2 separate regions of the Mus musculus genome follow, and region 1 is linked to region 2. A link is a contact called in public HiChIP or PLAC-seq data. All regions are on one chromosome and are shown on one strand. The core of a region is the stretch at or near the end of the contact, and the rest is flanking DNA. Distances in the headings are between cores, read along the strand shown.

Region 1 (2,997 bases), core at 61-2,560, 340 kb after region 2:
ATAATAGCTGTCCCCAAGCAGCCACAGACAAATTTGTGTCACATTCCCAGCTTCTGATTTGGAAACAGGAGGGAAAGAAGGCAAAGAAGTACGTGAGGTACTTTACAAAGATTTCTTTAAAAGTAAAATGAAGCTGGGGAGATGCTGCTGTCAGTAAAATGGCTACTGTGTAATCACCAGGACCTGATGTCAGATCCCCAGCACACAAGTGAAAAGCCAGGCATGGGAACACACACCTGTAATCCCAGCATTGGAAACAGAGGGATCCCTGGAGCTCACTGACTACAGTCTAGCCAAACTGGCAAACTCCAGATTTAGTGAGCAACCCGGCCTCTAGTAATAAGGTGCAGAGAGTGGTTGAAGAAGACACCCAACTTCCACCTCTGACCTCTCTCGATATATACATGTATATGTGCACATAGGCACACATGCATGTACACAGGAACACGGTAATATATGCATACATAAGTATTTATAATGCAGATGCATACAGGCACAGAAGTAATTATAGTCTTAGAAAATTAAACATTAAGATTAACAGAATGCTCCATAGCTTTATAATGGATTTGGCAAATTGAAAAATATTCACAAAACTTTCCATGGAGAAAAATATCATTACAGCATGATTCTCCTATTGCCCCAATTTGCATACATTTACTCTCTCTCTGTCTCTGTGTGTGTCTGTTTCTCTCTGTCTCTCTGTCTCTGTCTCTGTCTCTGTCTCTGTCTCTCTCTCTCTCTCACACACACACACACAGGAGGGAGGGAGGGAGGGAGGGAAGGAGAGAGGGAGGGAGGGAGGGAGGGAGGGAGGGAGGGAGGGAGGGAAAAGAGAGAGACAGAGACAGATATGCATAGGCTAGTTTTCCTGCTAACCCATTTTCAGCCATTGTTGTGAGGATTAGAGTTTGGGTTCATTTCTTCACTTCCGCTGATTTTCCTCCAACAAATGTGCCTCACTTGCATAATAGCTCATGTTTTTAAGTAAATGGAAACAGCTACTCCCTGCTCCCTATCTACCCTAAGTGCTAAGCCTCAGGAATCTGGAACATCCATTTGCCTGAGGGATTGTGCCCAAGGGACCAAACTCATGGTAAGGCATGCAGCTTTCTCCTCTAACCCCACCTCTCCCTATGAATGAAATACAAGCCCAGGATTTCTTAGCCCAGCTGAGTAATCAGTGACGCAAGGGTGACAAGACATGACTCAAAAAGACAGAGAAAGTAGCGTCACTGTGCATGGCCCAGGAAGTTGCCTCAGTCCTCTCACTTGGAGTTCCAGGCGTTTAGGGGTCATGGCTTCTTCCTCTATGCTCCTTTTCTGGGTATGAAGCAGCGGCATGCAGGAAAGCAGTGGTTTGTGGGGAGGTCTAATGACCACAGTAAGCCATACCACAGTCAGTAGTCACATAGACTGACCCAAGTCTGGTAGTCAAAACAAGGAGCAGCAGGCAGGGGCATAGCATAGGGAGGAGGATGCTAGGATTTAGAGTTTCTGAAGCATGTGACATCTGCTATTCTTCTCTTCCTGTCGCCTATTGCTCAATAGTTGCTAAATAAAAGAGCAACCAGATAGGGGTTTCAACTCTGTTGGGTGTGCTCACTTTTTTAGTCATACATGTGGCTTATGGCTGTTGGGTCTTCTTTTGAATGCCCCCCAGAGAAGTGATTTGCTGCCTCATTTTAGAGAGCTGTACCAGTTTTTTGGTTTTTTGCTAGTTTGTTTTTTTGTTTTGTTTTGTTTTTGTTTGTTTGTTTGTTTTTTCCAAAACAGGGTTTCTCTGTATAGTCCTGACTGTCCTGGAACTTACTCTGTAGACCAGGCTGGCCTTGAACTTAGAAATCTGCTTGCCTCTGCCTCCCAAGTGCTGGGATTAAAGGCATGCGCCACCACACCCAGCGAGCTGTATCTGTTTTAAAGAAGAGAGTTTCCTTATTCTTAGAAGTGTGGCCCTTGCAACTGAGCATGTATACAAATCACTGAATTTAGGGTGGGCCGAGGAATTTGCATTTCTCTTAAGTCCCCAGAGAACTGAATTATGTTTTAATATAAAGACTTACATTCTGCATTCTATCCAGCACCACACACTGAAACTACTGATTTCCAAATACCAGTTTAACACTGACTATTTTTCTCTGCTTCCTCTTCATTCTCAAGTCCTGTAGGGAAAAGGCAGAATGCCAAAAAAATAAAGCAATACACAGATGCAAAACAAACAGACATATGTGCGCACACACACACACACACACACACACACACACACACACACATCTCTCTCTGCCCTGGCTTTAATATTAGGGAACACAGGGCAGGTCCTTTTCTGTTTTGTGTTCAGTCTTTTAAACCTGTGGGTGTGCCTCTCATGTCTTCTTTGGCTTTTCTCTTACCAACTGAATAAACAAGATAGGAAGCCATGGCCCAAAGACAACATTTTCTCTTCTGAGGTCCCAGCATACAGGATCTGTGAGCAGAGCTCAGACCACTTAGCAGGCTTATGCTACCTTCCTCACACTGAGGTCGGGTGAAGATGAAGATGGGGTAGCCTGTGCATCCATAAGCTGCACCCAACTTCCTATTAATGGCTTCTTATTTCCACACTGTGACTCCCAAAGGTTCCCATGAGGATAGGGTTGGAGGGCTGAGATCTTGTGGTGTAATCCTACAGTCCATCCCACGAGACCTCAGAATCAACACAGCTGGAGTCTCCCAGCTTTCCATTCGTGTGGACATGTCTGTGCTCCTAGACAAAATGTGCATGGACTGTCACCTTCTCCTACTCTGATAAGGAAGCTACTCATGGAGAGGGACAATCTGGGAGACCAGATACATGTTTTCAGGAGTCCCTTTCAGACATCCTCTGTGAGTCAATCTTTCATGGGAGAACTTCATCTAGATCCAGGTCCCCAGGTGGCAGGCTCTCTGAGGACAGGATTTGTCTCTTACAGTTGCTGAGAGCCCAAGACACAGCTCAATTCAAGGTCCAAGTTATGTGTTCTC
Region 2 (3,201 bases), core at 308-2,807:
GTACAAGAAGTACAAGAAGTGATCTGGGAATTAGTAAAAGATACCATGGAGGCACAAAACCTCCCTGCAGTAGAAGTATTTGAGAGGTATCTAGGGAATGGGGAATTTAACTGAGATTAGAACCATATGTAGGAGTTATCTGTAGGACAGGAAAAAGTGAGACTGAGGAAAAGAACATTTGAGGTTTCTGTGTGACCAGAAGGCTGACAAATCATCATCATCATTAAATACACACACACACACACACACACACACACACACACACACACACACACACACACACACACACACACACACAGCAGAGAGAGAGGCCAATGGTAGATCTGGGCCTGACTACAGAGAGGTTATGAGACTCCTGAACACTGGAGCTCCCTCTGAGCAGAGGGGAGGTGGTTAGTACTTGCTTTAATAGTGGCCCAATTTGAAGAGATTATTTTTATGCTATGTGTAAAACAGTGAATCAGAGGCTAGGTATAGGAGGGCAGAAAGAAGGCAGTTACAGTAGCCAAATGTGACCTTGGGTTTTGAGGTAGATTATGCAGCATGGACAGATGTGGAGAGGAGGTGGGCAGGTATGCGATACCCATTGAAGTTGTCTCTTTGGGGCTTGCTGCTCGGATTAATATGTGGTGAAGGAGCTTCCTGATTTTGTTTCTTGTTCTTGTGACAAAATATCATGAAGGGGAAAAAACAATTTAAGGGAGTTTGCATTTATTTGGCCACAACTCTAATATTACAAGAAGCACCTGGTCACATTACATCCATAGTCAAGAACAGAGAACAATGAATTCATGCATGCCAGTGTTTAGCCCACTTTCTCCTTGTCGCTCATTCTAGAGCCCAGTCCATGAAAAGGTGCCACCCACATTCCAGGTGAGTCTTCTGGCCTCATCTAAGGCAGCTTTGAAAATCCCCCACAGGTCCACGTATTCTAGACAAATCCTCACTGAGACTCCCTTTCCAGATGACTCTAGGTTGTGTCAAGAAGATAATTGGAAACCAACCAAGGTTTCAGCAGTTTGGGTTGGAGTGCCTGGATATATCTGAATGGGACTATCTGGAAGCAGAAGGAGGTAAGAGAATTATAGCAAACCTAGCCCCAAACTGCTAGTTGTGAAGGGTCCAGAAACCAAGGTTGGTGATGGAATGGTGCATTGTGCTTCAGCTTCTAGAAAATTGTCCACACTTCCCTCCTAGGGAAGATTCTAGGAAGTAATCCATATTAGCTTCCCAGAGGCAGGAAAGCATTGAACATCCAAGCTAGAACATTGACTTGGGGGACTGATGAGTTAGCAGAGAGACATGAACGTTGCAAAAATCTGGGACAGTAGTGGGAAACTGCAGTCAGTAATGGATGGTCAGGCTTCCCTTCCTGGGTCTCTGAGTAGACACATATCCCACATCCAGTTTTCTGTGTGTGCATCTGCTGTGAGAATGTGTGAGCAGCCCTGAGTTCTCCTATATTTCCGTGTGTGCAAAGCACAGAGAGTAGGAGGAGATGAGGAATGAATAGGAGATGACGACTAGGGAGATGGTCCCGTGCTCTGGCAAGCATGCTTGTGAGTCTTGTTCCTATGACACAGCTCAGCAGGGTGACTGTACAGGATGAAGTGAAAGTCATATTCAGAGAGGGTGGGTTTCCTGTGGGTGTCCACAAACCATGACGTGAAGACCGTGGAAGTAAAGGGAAATGGTAAGTGGGCTGGAAGTTCTAAAGGGCAAGAGGTGATGTGTGCCTTTCCAAGTGTAGAGAAAGGGCTGATTACACAAGCTTCTGATAAGAAAGTTCACAAGAACACGTCTATCCTGTTCCAGCCCATGGGCATCTCAGGAATGTGAGAGGAGCCATTCTTGGATGAGTCATAGGGCATGGAGACTTGGTGGTAAAAGCTTGCTTTTAATACCAACCTTCTATTCCATGTGCTTTTTCTTTAGAGGGTTACACTTTTTGACTCCAGAGGTAAGTGTGAGGCACCAGAGGAGCCAAGGACAGCATCTGGTTGTTCTGGTCTCACAGACCTGAAGGTGCTTATACTCTGAGCAAGAATGTCTAGTGGGTCTTTCTCAGTGTGTCCCCGATGCTTTGGAGGAGCAGTATCTAAGCCCTTGGATAGCAAGGATAACAAGTAGACCTGCCAACAGCCAGAGATACTGACTCCCAGTCATCCCACCTGCAAAAACACGGTTGCTGGTTTCTGAGCCACTGCTCCTAACAAGTCAGCCAATCTTTAGTGGGCTACTACATTCCACTTCTTTTTCTTTCTGTTCTGTTATGGCTGTCTGGCTAGTCTTCCTCTGAGCCCCTCATTCAGCTGAATGACATCATCCCCTGCACACAAGTTTGTGAGGCCTCTGATTTTACATTGTGCTTGCTCATTGACTGAATTAGGTGACATGGTCAAGGCCAGTAGTGAAGTACATTTTCCATCATTATAATAATCTCACAGGAAGTATTAAAGACTCCTAGTGACAGGTGAGTTCACAACTCAGAGATCTCTGGTTCACATCTCTTTATACTTGTGCTCAGTAGTGCAGGGAAAGTTATTTACCCCACAATAGAGAGAAAAAAATAGAATATTGTGTTCATTCTGTCGGAGTGGTGGTTATTGAGAACCAAAGTGGTGTCTGCCACAAAAAGGAAGGATCGCACATTATTCTAGGATAAAGAATGACAATATACAGGATTAATGTGGCTCATAATGTCTTTAGGGGAACAAGCCACTCATATAGATAAATTTAAAACATAATCCATAACATGAAACACCATAGATCAAAAACACTACTCATCGCTTATTAAACATCTATCAGTGGCTGTGATTTCTCATCATAGTAGGTCTTACTACCAAAGAAATCTGAATGAAAATGGTCTGGCTGAGATGCAGCTCAGTTGGTAGTGTGCTTATGTTCATACATGAAGCTCTGAGTTCACTCCCCAGCACCACATACAACATGCACATAATCCTAGCACTTGGGAAGTAGAGGCAGGAGAATCAGAAGTTTAAGGTCATTCTTGACTATATTGTGAGTTTGACACCAGTCTGGGCTACAGAAGAAATGAGGGAAAGAGAGAAGGAAGGAAGGAGAGAGAGAAAGAGGGATGGAGAGAGGGAGAGAGAGAGAGGAAGAGAGAGCGTGAAAGTGAGATTGAGAGGAAGGGCATGTAGGAAAGCAGTGAGGACCAATCAGATTTAGCAAATTGCT

The links. HiChIP or PLAC-seq counts read pairs in DNA pulled down with a chosen protein or histone mark.
Region 1: a contact with region 2 is called in an H3K27ac HiChIP or PLAC-seq map of the NIH/3T3 cell line, with 5 times the contacts expected there. The contact joins two enhancer-like sites. A contact is called at or near these places in 5 of 484 Hi-C or Micro-C datasets (adipose-derived mesenchymal stem cells, embryonic fibroblasts and uterus) and 2 of 115 datasets of contacts at active chromatin or transcription factors (the NIH/3T3 cell line and fibro-adipogenic progenitors).

Annotation. Positions count from the first base shown.
Region 1 is chr2:148,520,976-148,523,972 of GRCm38.p6, forward strand. The region is part of intron 3 of Gm46770 (a long non-coding RNA gene); the gene reads right to left. Among named protein-coding and RNA genes, the nearest start is that of Gm46770, 40 kb to the right of the region's middle. Within about 2 kb of position 1,311, at least 136 of the 459 cell types and tissues checked have an H3K27ac peak or open chromatin away from gene starts, as enhancers often do. A contact at or near this core is called in the NIH/3T3 cell line and embryonic fibroblasts, where this site is marked.
Region 2 is chr2:148,183,329-148,186,529 of GRCm38.p6, forward strand. No RefSeq gene overlaps it. Among named protein-coding and RNA genes, the nearest start is that of Gm36597, 14 kb to the left of the region's middle. Within about 2 kb of position 1,558, at least 54 of the 459 cell types and tissues checked have an H3K27ac peak or open chromatin away from gene starts, as enhancers often do. A contact at or near this core is called in the NIH/3T3 cell line and embryonic fibroblasts, where this site is marked.